Regions from separate parts of the Sus scrofa genome. Here region 2 is linked to region 1. The links are chromatin contacts, called in public HiChIP or PLAC-seq maps. All regions are on one chromosome and are shown on one strand. The core of a region is the stretch at or near the end of the contact, and the rest is flanking DNA. Distances in the headings are between cores, read along the strand shown.

Evidence for each region. HiChIP or PLAC-seq counts read pairs in DNA pulled down with a chosen protein or histone mark.
Region 2: a contact with region 1 is called in an H3K27ac HiChIP or PLAC-seq map of alveolar macrophages. The contact joins two enhancer-like sites. A contact is called at or near these places in 1 of 47 Hi-C or Micro-C datasets (liver) and 1 of 2 datasets of contacts at active chromatin or transcription factors (alveolar macrophages).

Annotation. Positions count from the first base shown.
Region 1 is chr6:8,722,650-8,728,780 of Sscrofa11.1, forward strand. All of the region lies in intron 2 of MAF (transcription factor Maf), which reads left to right. Among named protein-coding and RNA genes, the nearest start is that of MAF, 260 kb to the left of the region's middle. Within about 2 kb of position 2,707, at least 15 of the 83 cell types and tissues checked have an H3K27ac peak or open chromatin away from gene starts, as enhancers often do. A contact at or near this core is called in alveolar macrophages, where this site is marked.
Region 2 is chr6:8,880,085-8,886,215 of Sscrofa11.1, forward strand. All of the region lies in intron 2 of MAF (transcription factor Maf), which reads left to right. Among named protein-coding and RNA genes, the nearest start is that of MAF, 410 kb to the left of the region's middle. Within about 2 kb of position 3,712, at least 1 of the 83 cell types and tissues checked has an H3K27ac peak or open chromatin away from gene starts, as enhancers often do. A contact at or near this core is called in alveolar macrophages, where this site is marked.

The DNA.
Region 1 (6,131 bases), core at 1,457-3,956:
ACCTTGAGCCGCTGGCCACAAGTCCTTCGTGGCCTCCATCGTTTGAAACGTGGCTTCTGCTGCGCAGTGGGTCACGTTTCTTCATCAGGGGGTGAACAACACCCCAGGGTACGTGCCTAGAGCCTCTTGCTTAAATGTCACTGGAATGCACGTGGACACACCACAATATGCTTATCTCAGAATGGCCCCTCATTCCCCAGCCTTGCCCCTTCCCATGGGGCCCCAGGATAAATTCCTTGGAGAATCAGTTGGTTCTTAGATGGCAGGGACTTACTGCTTTGACACAGGTGGGGTACCTTCGCACTGCTGTGTCTGGGACCTTCATGTCCGCTGGGAGCCCCCTCTCTCTAGGAGGGGCTGCAGAGCAGGTGTCCAGGACTCAGCACCTAAGCTTGTGGTACCCAGGGATGCCGCGGCCCCTGGAGGGCGTGTTTCTATAGTCATGAAGGAGCCAATAGTGTCTGCTCTCTGTTGATGCTGTGACCGGGGTCCACGCTGGCTGAGCACACAGGTGCAGGAATGAAAGCATGGATGTGGACATGCACAGGGAGGTGAGCAAGAGGAGGAGGGGGCTGCTTTTCTGCTTTTCGTAGGTTTGGGGATTTGCAGCTTCCTTGACTGCCTCCCCCCCCCCAACCCCGCCCCCCGCCGTTGTGCTAAAAACCAGGAAGCTGAGCTGACACTTGCATGTACATCTGAGGCTTCCCTTTTCAGTTTCGCAAATTCCTTTCTTGCCTTGCTGTCATCCACTGGGGAGATGGCTCCAGTCTTACTCACAGTTAAGCATAAATAGTGCTCAGGCTGCTAAAAAAAGGAGAGATTGCAGTGCTTCTGATTTCCATGTGCGTCATTATTTGACTGCAGCACCTCGTGCTGTAAGCCTGTAAGCCGAGTGATGGTCTGGGGGCACCAAGCCCAAATTGGTCCCCTCTCCATGTGACCTGCTGCCAGCTCTTAAAGTGGAAGAGTCTTAAGAAAAAATCCAGGCATTCCCATCGTGGCTCAGCAGTAACAAACCTGACTAGTAACCATGAGGACATGGGTTTGATCCCTGGCCTCGCTCAGTGGGTTAAGGATCCTGTAGTGTAGTTTGCAGACGCAGCTTGTATCTGGCATTGTTGTGGCTGTGGTGTAGGCTGGTAGCTGCAGCTCTGATTCGACCCCTAGCCTGGGAGCGTCCATATGCTGCAGGCGGAGCCCTAAAAAAATAAAAATAATAATAATAAACAATAATGCAGACACTCCAGTGCCTTTGAAGGAGCCCTCAAGAAACCAATGTCTTCACAATGGGGTTTAACAAATAATGCGAACAGATCCCTGTGGAAAGGGCTTCCCAACAGTCTCAGGTGGTTCTAGAAGCCCACGGGGAGGTGTGGCCCACACTGCGTGAGTGCAAGTGAGTTCGCGGTCACTGATTCTTTTACCTCTGCGTTGCCCAAGCTCTTGACTTTTTCAAGCGAGAAGCGTCAGGGAATGAAAATGCACACTCATCATCCCCTCCAGGAATCCAAGCCACGAAGAGACACCCTGGGGGCTTTCGGTGACCACCAGAGTCCTGGACTTCGCATGTCTTTGGTGACATTTGGTCCCTAATTCACCCTCTTATCTGTTACTTTGTTTAGAAATAGTTATCAAGGAGTTCCCGTCGTGGCGCAGTGGTTAACGAATCCGACTAGGAACCATGAGGTTGCGGGTTCGGTCCCTGCCCTTGCTCAGTGGGTTAAGGATCCGGCGTTGCCGTGAGCTGTGGTGTAGGTTGCAGATGCGGCTCGGATCCCGCGTTGCTGTGGCTCTGGCGTAGGCCGGTGGCTACAGCTCCGATTCGACCCCTAGCCTGGGAACCTCCATATGCCGCGGGAGTGGCCCAAGAAATAGCAACAACAACAACAACAGCAAAAGACAAAAAACAAAAAACAAAAAGAAATAGTTATCAAGTGCTTATTCTAAGTCAGGACCTGGTCTGTGCGACATCCCCCCTGCCCCAGAGATTTCTTGGTCCGTGAAGGAGGTGGAGTAATTATCTGCATATGGTGCTATGTTTATGAGAAGCCAGAGGCCACTGGGCACCTAGCGGAGCCTGGTGGGTCAGGCCTGGCCCCTGCAGAGCAGGCATCTAGGCTGAAACCTAGAGCTGTGTGCAGGGAGGCGGCGCGGAGGTCTGGGGTTGAGGGGCTGCTCACGCCCAGGCCCGTCCCGCTTGCTGGTCAGCAGATCCATCCTGGGCCTGAGCCCTTGAAGTCCCTTCCTGCCTCTCAGCCCGCTCCTGTTGAAATCCCTGTGAGAGCTGGTGATGCCCACCTACGCATCTGCCAGGAGCGTGGCGCTCCTACCGCCCTGGGGCTGCCCTCCTTGAAACAGGATGGAGCTGAGACCGGGCTCCTGCCCTTGGTGGGGGGCACAGGTGGGATAGGAGAGCCGAGTTGTGAATGAACATCATGTTAGGATGTGTCGCCTTTGGTCCCCCCAACCCCCGGCCCTGCCCCGACAGCCCTGGCAGGAGGCTCTTACCGCAGCGGCTCACACGTTACAGATAAGGAAACTCAGGCGCAGCTGAAGTCACCTGCCCCAGCAAAGGCCTGGGCTGTGACAGCCAAGGTTGTACCCAGGTCTCCCCCGGCCTTGGCGCCCATGAACAGGGTCACGTGGTGGTAAAAGAGACAGACAGCTTCAGGGCTCCCGAGGGGCCTGGCTCAGACCCGTCCTGGCCTCTAGGCCCATGGAGGTAAGACGTCTCAGAGCCCCTCTCGGACCTGGACACTTTGCCCAGGGGGAGCCTCCAGGGAAGGTGGAGAAAGAGGCCCCACCATGAGCCCCGTGCCCTCTGATTGAGGGACCCACCCTGCCAGGCTGCTGGGCCTCCGGCCTTTATCCGACCCCACCCCTGGCACCTCCAGCCTTTCCCCTCGGGCCCCGCTGGCCGGCCTTGGCCTGTCTCTGGCCTCGGCCTGGGCGCCAGGCCTGCTCCTGGAACCTGGCCAAACCCCACCCCACATGCGGCCTCTGCCCTGGTCATGAGGGCAGGCCGGGAGCTCACAGGCCAGGCTTGCGCTGGGATGGGTGCTCCCGGGGATTGGCTCAGCCTGTAGGTGTGAGAGGCCTGCCTGCAAGTTTGAAAGGGTGAAGACACGGCCTGAATCTTCCAAGGCAGAGTTCGGGAAAGGGCCTGTCCTGCTGCAGCTTTCCCAGGCCACTGGCTTCTGTACGCATGCACGCGCGTGTGCACACACACACCCCCCCACACCCTAAATAGCACCTTCTTTTCACGCCTTGTTCCTGTCTTCCAGAGCCTGTGTCAAACCACCTCTCCTCATCCTCTTTCATCCTCACTTTTTCCAAAAGTTCTCATGAAAGGAAGACCCGCCCCCGCCCTGCCACATCCCCATTTTTCAGACACATACACTGAAGCCCAGAAAAATAAAGCAACTTTGCTCAAAGTCTCAGGCAGCTGGTGTCAGAGTCTGATGAAATCCAGCTTTGTCTGACTCCACGGCCCACGCTTCTGGCCACTGAGGAGCTTTGTGACTTTGTGACACGTCTCAGCCTCCGTTTCCTCAACTATAAAACAGGGATAACAAAAATGCCCAGTCGGTGAGGTTGGAGAGTGACTGACAGGAGGCAGGGAGCGTGCTCAGAAGAGCGCCTGGCCCAGGGGCCTCTCTAGTAAGGGGTAGACACCCCTTGTGTGCATGTCACAGTCGTGGGCCCTGGATGAGCCCTTTCCTGCTTGGGGGCACCGCCGTCAGTCGGCTTCCCAGCTGTTGCCCCCGCATCTTTTGTCCCAGACTCTGTGTCCTCTTTCTTGCCTTCCCTCCACGGATGGCTTTGTTTCCCTTCTGTTTTTATTGCTTTTGTTTCCGCACGGTAAACCCTACAAGCCCCGGAGGTTTCTGGGCTGATGGTTATCATTGCTGCAGGGGACATGCCAGGCCACGAGAGCGGTGTCTTGGCATCAGTTTTTCCCCCTGAAGCTTGTGCATACATTTACCCCAGCTAATTTAATAGCATCCCCTGGACTGGCTTCTTGGGCAGCAAGACGGACTATCCCAAGCGTGGCGCTCGTCTCTCCTCAAGTAAAATGAAGGAAGTGTTTTGCCGCGAGAACCTGGGTTTCCCTGTCCATTTACCGCTTAGAAGCTGTGTGACTCTGGACAACTTACTGAACATCTCTGAGCTGCATTGCCTTTTGGAATGGGGACTGCAGGAGGAGAGGTACAGAATCCGGTTCTCAGGGTTTTGAAGAGAGTTCAGTGACAGACCAGCAGGCAATGCCTGGCATTGTAGGTGCTCAATAAAATACTAAACCAGGGTCCAGTTGAACAGGTTCAACAGTTCAGCTAGGTGGGGGAACAGAAAAGGAAACAAAGCAAAGCCTTTCTTGGATAAATCCACCAGGAAGGACAGGGCCGGGGGCCAGGAGCTGAGGACCCAGCGCCACACTGCGTCCCAAGCCAGGCAGGCCCTTGGGAGACGGAAGAGGTTGAAGCCTGGGCAGCCGACCTCTCTACTTCCTGGTGCAACCCGCAGCTTTCCTTGAAGGCAGGGCCCAGCTTCCTTATCGGTGGGCTCAGAGTCCACGGCTCCAGGGCCGGACGCCTGTGTGTGGGAGGCTGTGAGTGCTTATCAGGCCTCTCCCTGGGTCAGACACCCAGACTTTGGCCGTGGTTGGGCTTGAACGTGGCAGCTGCTCCTTCCCCAGGGGGGATACCCCAGTACATTCCTCAACATCCCTTCCCAGTTAAAAAACAGAAACCAAAAAAACAACCAAAAAAAAAAAAACAACCCGGAAGGTCCCATCATGGCTCAGTCGTAAGGAACCTGACTAGGTATCCATGAGAATGCAGGTTCGATCCCTGGCCTCGCTCAGTGACGGAAGGACTCTGCGTTGCTGTGGCTGTGGTGTAGGTCACAGACATGGCTAGGATCCCGCGTGGCTGTGGTTGTGACTGGCAGGTACAGCTCCCATTGGACCCCTAGCCTGGGAATCTCCATACGCCGCAGGTGCAGCCCTAAAAAGATTTAAAAAAGAAAAAAATGAGTTGAAAGTTGACTGCTGCACTTTCACAAAGATGATGGCCAAGGATGAGATGGTTTGTAGGGCTAGGACTCCTGGCTCTTCCTTCCGGCTACAGGGTCCCTGTCACATCCCATCACAGGGGCAATGAGGTTGGACCTACTCACCCTGCAGAATGCTCCTGCATCCGAAGAGGTACTTGGATGGATACTTGAATCCAGGTCCCTCTTTTATCCCGAGAGAAAACCTGTAAAGAGGCATTACTCTCCCTGCTTTAGCGCTAAAGGAGCTGAGGAGCAACGAACAGGCTCCATGGGAAGGAGCCCAGGAGCACAGACTCTAGCCTGTGTGTGTGGCGTTTCCCTTCAGGCCTGGCCCCGTGTGTTCAACACGGTATGTCACCGACTCCTCCTCACGTCAGGACCCTCCTGCCTCCATTGGATGAAAAAGAAATCACACTGAGAAAGGTTTGAAAAGGAGAGCTTAGAAGCTGTGTGACTCTGGACCACTTAATGCACATGTCATGGACTGAGCTAGCAACAAGTCACAGTCGGAATGCTAATCTCAGCAGTTGATTTCAGACCTGTCCCCCGACCCCCAAAGGACACAGAGGTGATGCTCCCTGGCCTGGGGTCTCCTGCCTGTGACACTGCTGACTTTCTGGAAGAAGTCCCCCTCGGGGTGGGGGCTGGCCTGTGTGCTGTAGGATTCTTAGCAGCGCCTCTGGCTTCTACTTGCTTGTTGTCAATAGCAACCCCCCCACCCCAATTTATGACAACCCCAAATGTCTCTAGACATTGTCACCTGTTCCCCGGGGGCAAAATAGCCCCAGGAAAGAACCCCTGCTCTAGACCAAGGTCAGGCACTGTGGTTGTTACGTAGGATTCTGTTATCATTGAGACTGTGGTTATTTTTATAGCATCCTTGCCAGCGCCCCGTTTGCATTTGGGCAGGAGCTGACTCAGATGAGCTTCAGCACATAACGTAGGGGCCACGCTAGAAGCCTTGAGAGATGAAAATGGGGACTGTTCATAATGAGCTCAGAATGCAGACACAATTGCAGGCAACCGGGTGTGCATGTCCGCCTCTCTTCTACCTGATTTCCAGGTAAGGCGGCCAG
Region 2 (6,131 bases), core at 2,462-4,961, 160 kb after region 1:
TTTCAGACACTGTATCATATTAGTAAGACTGCAATGGAGAGCAAATTGCTTTATTATAAAATTCAGAATTTATGACCAGGTAGCATCATTTAAATTTTTGTCTCTCTTAACCCTTTATATGTAACTCTGCTCATCTTAACCCTAATTTATTTTAAAAAATAATAATCTCAGTGTCTTTAACACCCAAGCATATCTCTTTTAGGATCCAAATAAAATAAGTCGGTAGTAAAATAAATCCAGGCACAGGAGTGAGCCCTCTTTGAGGTTTACTGGGGACAGAGTCAAACAAATAAACAAAAATGTTGCATATTAGGAGACATGGAGATGAGCCAACCTCGGTCCCCAAACTGGGTGGGTAAATCAAGAGCTTTTGGGAAAAGATGTCCTTTACATAACCAACATTCTAAGCATACTTGGAAGGAAACAAGCTAAAAAGAGTTTCAGCTCCTTCCAGAATTTTACAGGCGGTGGCTGTTTTCGAAGCATAATAGTTGTATAGCGAATACATGTTTGACCTGGGTGTGCTAAAACAGCACTCCCCCTTCTATTTTTTTTTTTTAGTTATATATTTCTGATGCAAAACACAAATGGGAATTAGTTAAGGCACGTCCAGATAAAACCTTTTCTTAGTTTTTAAACGACAGAGTTCTCCAGGAAGGCGACTTTGTTCCCACTGCAGCTAATGAGCGTTGGTTGATGGTCGTGAAGACTGGAAACAGTTTGCAAATGGCCACCATTACTTACACTGGAGAAGTGGCGCCTCGGGAAACGTTTGCACAGAATGTTTGGGGCTGTTCTGGCAAAAACCCTCTTCCCTCCTCCCTGATGCCAATTCACCAAGTGCCTAATTTCACAAAGCTCAGCAAAGAAGCGTCAGGTTCGGTGTCAGTTACTGAATCGGACTGGATTCCACTGGGGGAGCCAGAGGGAAAAGCAAGTTTCCCGTGATGCACTCCAAGCCAGTGGGATTGGCAGAAAATGGGGGTGCCTTCTCTGGGGATATGGGGGTTCACTTCCAGAATGAAAAGATCATAGATTCCTTTTCTTTCTCCCATTTGTAGTTTCCTTTTCCTCATTTATTTTCAGTTGGGAAAACCTCATTGATAAGTCATCGCTTTCGAGATGTCTTTTCCTTTGTTAAACGATTCTTTGGACTCACTCTCTGGATCTTATCTCTTATCCAGTTGAAACGTCACCACCTCAAGGAGGGCCTCCCTGATACCTGTCGTAAAAGCAGTCCTGCCTCCCACTTATCCATTGTATTCTATCCCATCACCGTGGCCTATTTGCTTCATAACATTTGTCACTGGCTAATGTTTTCTTGTTTATTGATTAACTTCGTTTGTGTGTTTATTTACTCTGTCTCCTGTCTACAGAATGAGAGTTCCATTAGAACAAGAGTGATTTGGGAAGTAAAAACAGTTCCTGGCACAGAGTCAGCAGTCAGAGTTATTGAAAGGTAGATGAATAGATGGATGGATAGATGGGTATGTGGGTGGATGGATATAAAGAATTTCCCATTTGGAAACCTTTACTCTTTGAGATTTTTCTTGGGGAGAGTTCAGGTGTTGAATTCCTACATTCAGTTCCCTCTATCAATGGATGTTTTTCCACACGGCAAATAGCTCAACTAATGTCCCAAGATACCTACTGAAATCCACTTAAAAATTTACCACTTCTTCTTGGAAACTGTATTCCTGTCAGTTTCCAAGTTTTCTGTTCCTTTCTTCTTCTTTTTTCTCCTTCACAGCAGACTATTTAAATAAACTCCTCAAACACAACAATTTGGCTAACCAAACAAAACACAGCAGAGGGGACCCAGATTTTTTTTTTTTCACACGAGCCTGTTTTTTATGGGTATCTGTGTGAGGGGTCAGTAGATTTTTGGAATCAAGGTTCGTGAGATCAGAGAGAAGGCTAGATGGTGCGTTTAGTGAAATTTTGGAATGAGACACTTTCAAGCAATGGGAGATTCAGACAGGTAAACGATTTCTCCTTAAAAATCAGACATCTCCTTTGTAAAGTTCAGATAGCCCAAAGTAGTCATTCACACATGAGTATAAAACCTTCAGGTAGGTGTCCCCATTGCTTCTGGAGGAAAGGGGTTTCTTGTGGAAGTTGAAGAGAGGGAGGATGGTGTTGGCCAGAGAAGCCCCGCTGGGCAGGTGAGTCTTGCTGGCTCTCAAAGTGGGATGAGAAGGTTCATCAAAATGGTACCAGACACAGCAGGGAAGTGGGACCGGAGACTGATGAAGGGGAAAACCAAGTGGAACTTGGCACCTTTTGACAACCAGACAGAACATGTGGCACCAGGAAGACTCTGTCTCCCAGTCTTGTTGCTGACTGCCGGATCTAGGCATCTTTGGCCTTACATGTCAACCCAGCCTTCCCAAGGCAAGACCTATGTCTGGTCTTTCTCTCCTCATACCCACCATGTGGGACCTCAAACCCCAGGGCTGCCCCATAGCCCACTGCCCTTGCACTGCTCCCTTCTGCAGCAGCCTTTGCCAAGCAGAGAGGAGGAAGCGCTGGGCCATCCTTGAAGATCAGTTCAAAAGAGTACTTTGGGTTAATCCTTTACCGAGCCTCCTGGGTCTTGCTTCACCCCCTCCCAACTCTGCACCTCACACTTCCACAAACCTTCCACACCGCAGTGTGCTGCTATCATCTGTTTAAACAGCAGCCTTCCAACCCTTTAAGGGCAGGGCCTGTGCTTCTTCAGCCTCATTTCCTTAGCCCCTGGCTTGGCAAGGTTTCCATTCATCCATTAATTCAGTCAACAGACATGTTTAGAGCACCTACAATGTGCTGGGACTATTCTAAGTTCTGGGGATTTCAGCAAGAGACAAAAAACAGGGGTGGGGGAGGATGGCGCTCATGAGTTCACCTGTTTTTGAAGAGGACAGACAACAGGCAAGCAGCCCAAACACAAATAGGCAATGACAGACTAGGAGACGTCCTGTGAAAGACATGATCAGAGTCTGGGCCTGGGGGTACGTATATAAAATGGTCCAGGAAGTCCTCTTGGGGGAGGTGATGCTTCATTTAGGAGTGAGTTACAGGCCGCTTGTTGAGAATACAGAATTTGCTTTCCTCCCCCCAACCCCATCACTTAATGGCCTAGAATTTAGGTGTTGGAGGTGTGTTCCTTGCAAACCTCATCCGCAGAGAACACCACTCATAGCCCCGGGGGAGTGGGGTAGAGAGTGTTTGACCAGTTCATCCTAGTCTATCCAGGACCTCACCTCTTATAGCATTGGACAGTCTTGCATCCTAGGAAACCCCTCAGTCCAAGCAAAGCAGAAGGATTGGTGACACAAGTCCTTGAGCGCGACCAGGCATCTCTGATCGTTTTACTTGCCATTGGAGCGTTGGTTGTCTGTGCAAATATTTCAGTGCAGCAGAATTGCAGAAGCAGAGGCGGGGGAATCTGGTAGCAAAGTGAGCTACTGACTCAGGAGCTGCAAACCCAATAACCTGCTTGACGCTTCACGGGTCAGTGGGACAGTGGCTGTGGACACAGGCTTGGCCAGAGTGGCAAACCACAGCCAGGTTGTGACGGGGGGAGTGTAGTGAGAAACCAGACCTAGAAAGGTGTCCAGATCTCCCTGGCCTGGGGCCAGCATGGTCAGGGCAACAGGAAGTGACAGGAGGAGATTTCATCTCCACTGGGTTCCCTTCAAGCCCTCACTTCCCCTGGTGACCACTTGCCACGTGCTCAGAGCAAACCAGGCCAGGGTTACAGAGGAGCCAGAGGAACTGGGGTGAGGTGGGGTGGGGTGGCGGAGTGGGGTCAAGTTCAGATCTTGCAACCTCTGAGAGAGAAAGGATCCTGCCTTCCTCGAGCGGCCAAAAACAGAAAAGACACTCAGTTGAATTTGAATTTGATAAATGACGACTGACTTTTTTAGCATAAGCATATCCTATAATTGCAAGGGATTGCTTACAAAAAAAATATCTTTGCCTATCTGAAATTCGAATTAAACTGCATTTCCTGTATCTTAATCTTCAGCCCCATTTCCCACTTGCGGGGAAACCGCTCCACCTGCACCTGGTACCCGGAAGGCATTAGGCCCCAGACACGATAATGGGAACCACTTGGCACCAACAACACTGTTGTATTTTAGCTCAAATGCACAGAACAATCCAGATCCCACTTTTTCGAACACATGGCTGTAGCCTTTTAAATGAAATAAACTAAGCATTCAAAACAAACCACAGAGGTCACAGTGAACTGTAGTGTCCTGGCTGTGGTAGATCCAGTGGACACCTACAATTTACAGACAGAGGGGACCTGTTTCCATGAACATGGTAAGAAGCACAAAGCTTCCATTGTGATCTTCCAACCAGGGGCAGCTTGGATTCTCCGAGAAAAGGATGGGCCGTTGCAAATTAGCCTTTCATGGTGGGGGAGGCTGGATTTTTTATTTTTATTTTTTATGATTGCCATGACATAAAGAAAGGTTATTTTTAAAAATTTTATTATAGTTGATTTACAATGTTCTGTCAATTACTGCTATACAACGAAGTGACCCAGTTATACACACACACACACACACACACACATATATATATATATATACTGTTTCTCACATTATCCTCTATCATGTTTGATCACAAGTGATTGGATATAGTTCCCTGTGCCATGCAGCAGGACGTCATTGCTTATCCACTCCAAATGCACTAGTTTGCATCTACAAACCCCAAACTCCCAGTCCATCCCACTCCCTCCCTCTTGGCACCCACACGTCTGTTCTTCATGTCCATGAGTTTGTTTCTGTTCTATAGACAGGCTCATTTGTGCCACATTTTAGAGTCCACATAGAAGTGGTCTCCTATGGTATTTTTCATCCTCTTTCGGACTTAATTCACTTAGTATGAGAATCTCAAGTTCCATCCATGTTGCTGCAAATGGCATTATCTCACATTCTTTTATGGCTGAGTAGTATCCCACTGTATGCGTGTACCATCATCTTTATCCATTCATCTGTCAGTGGACGTTTAGGTTGTTGCCATGTCTTAGCTATTGTGAATAGTGCTGCAGTGAACATAGGGGTGCATGTATCCTTTTTGATTGAAAGTTTTGTCCAAATATATGCCCAGGAGTGGGATTGCTGGATCACATCGTATTTCCATATTTACTTTTCTGAGGTACCTCCATACTGGTTTCCATAGTGGTTGTAGCAGTTTACATTCCCACCAACAGTGTACAGGGGCTCTCTTTTCTCCACACCCTCCCCAGCATTTGCTATTTATAGACTTATTAATGATACCCATTCTGACCAGTGTGAGGTAGTATCTCATTGTAGTTTTGACATGCATTTCTCTAATAATTAGCAATGTTGAGCATTTTTTCATGTGCTTATTGGCCAACCTATGCTGCAGCAATAGCGATGCTGTATCCTCCCTGATTAATTTTGATTTTGTATATAGTAGTGTGTATATGCCAGTGCCAACCCCCCCAGTCCATCCCCGCCCCCCTCCTGTCCCCTTGGGTAATCATAAGTTTTTCAAAGTCTGTGAGTCTGTTTCTATTCTACAAATAAGTTCATTTTTATCCTTTTTTTAGATTCCACATATAAGTGATATCCTAGGATGCTTGCCTTCCACTCTCTAACTTCACTTAGTATGATAATTTCTAGGTCCTTCCATGTTGCCGTAAATGGCACTATTTTATTCTTTTTTATGGCCAAGTAATATTCCATTGTATGTATGTAACATGTCTTTATCTATTCCTCTGTCGATGGACATTTAGGTTGTTTCTGTGTCTTGGCAATTGTAAATAGTGCTGCAGTGAACATTGGGATACATGTTTCTTTTTGGATTATGGTTTTCTCTGGGCATGTATCCAAGAGTAGGGTTGCTGGATCATTGAGTAGTACTATATTTAGTTTTATAAGGTATCTCCACACTGCTCTCCACAGTGGATGTACCGAGTTATATTCTCACCAACAGTGTAAGAGGGGTCCTTTTTCTCCACACCTTCTCCAGCATGTATTGTTTGTAGATATTTTGATGATGGCCATTCTGGCTGGCCTGGGGGTGATACCTCATTGTAGCTTTGATTTGCATTTGTCTAATAATTAGTGATGTTGAGAATCTTTCCATGTGTTTTTTTTTTTTTTTGCCAT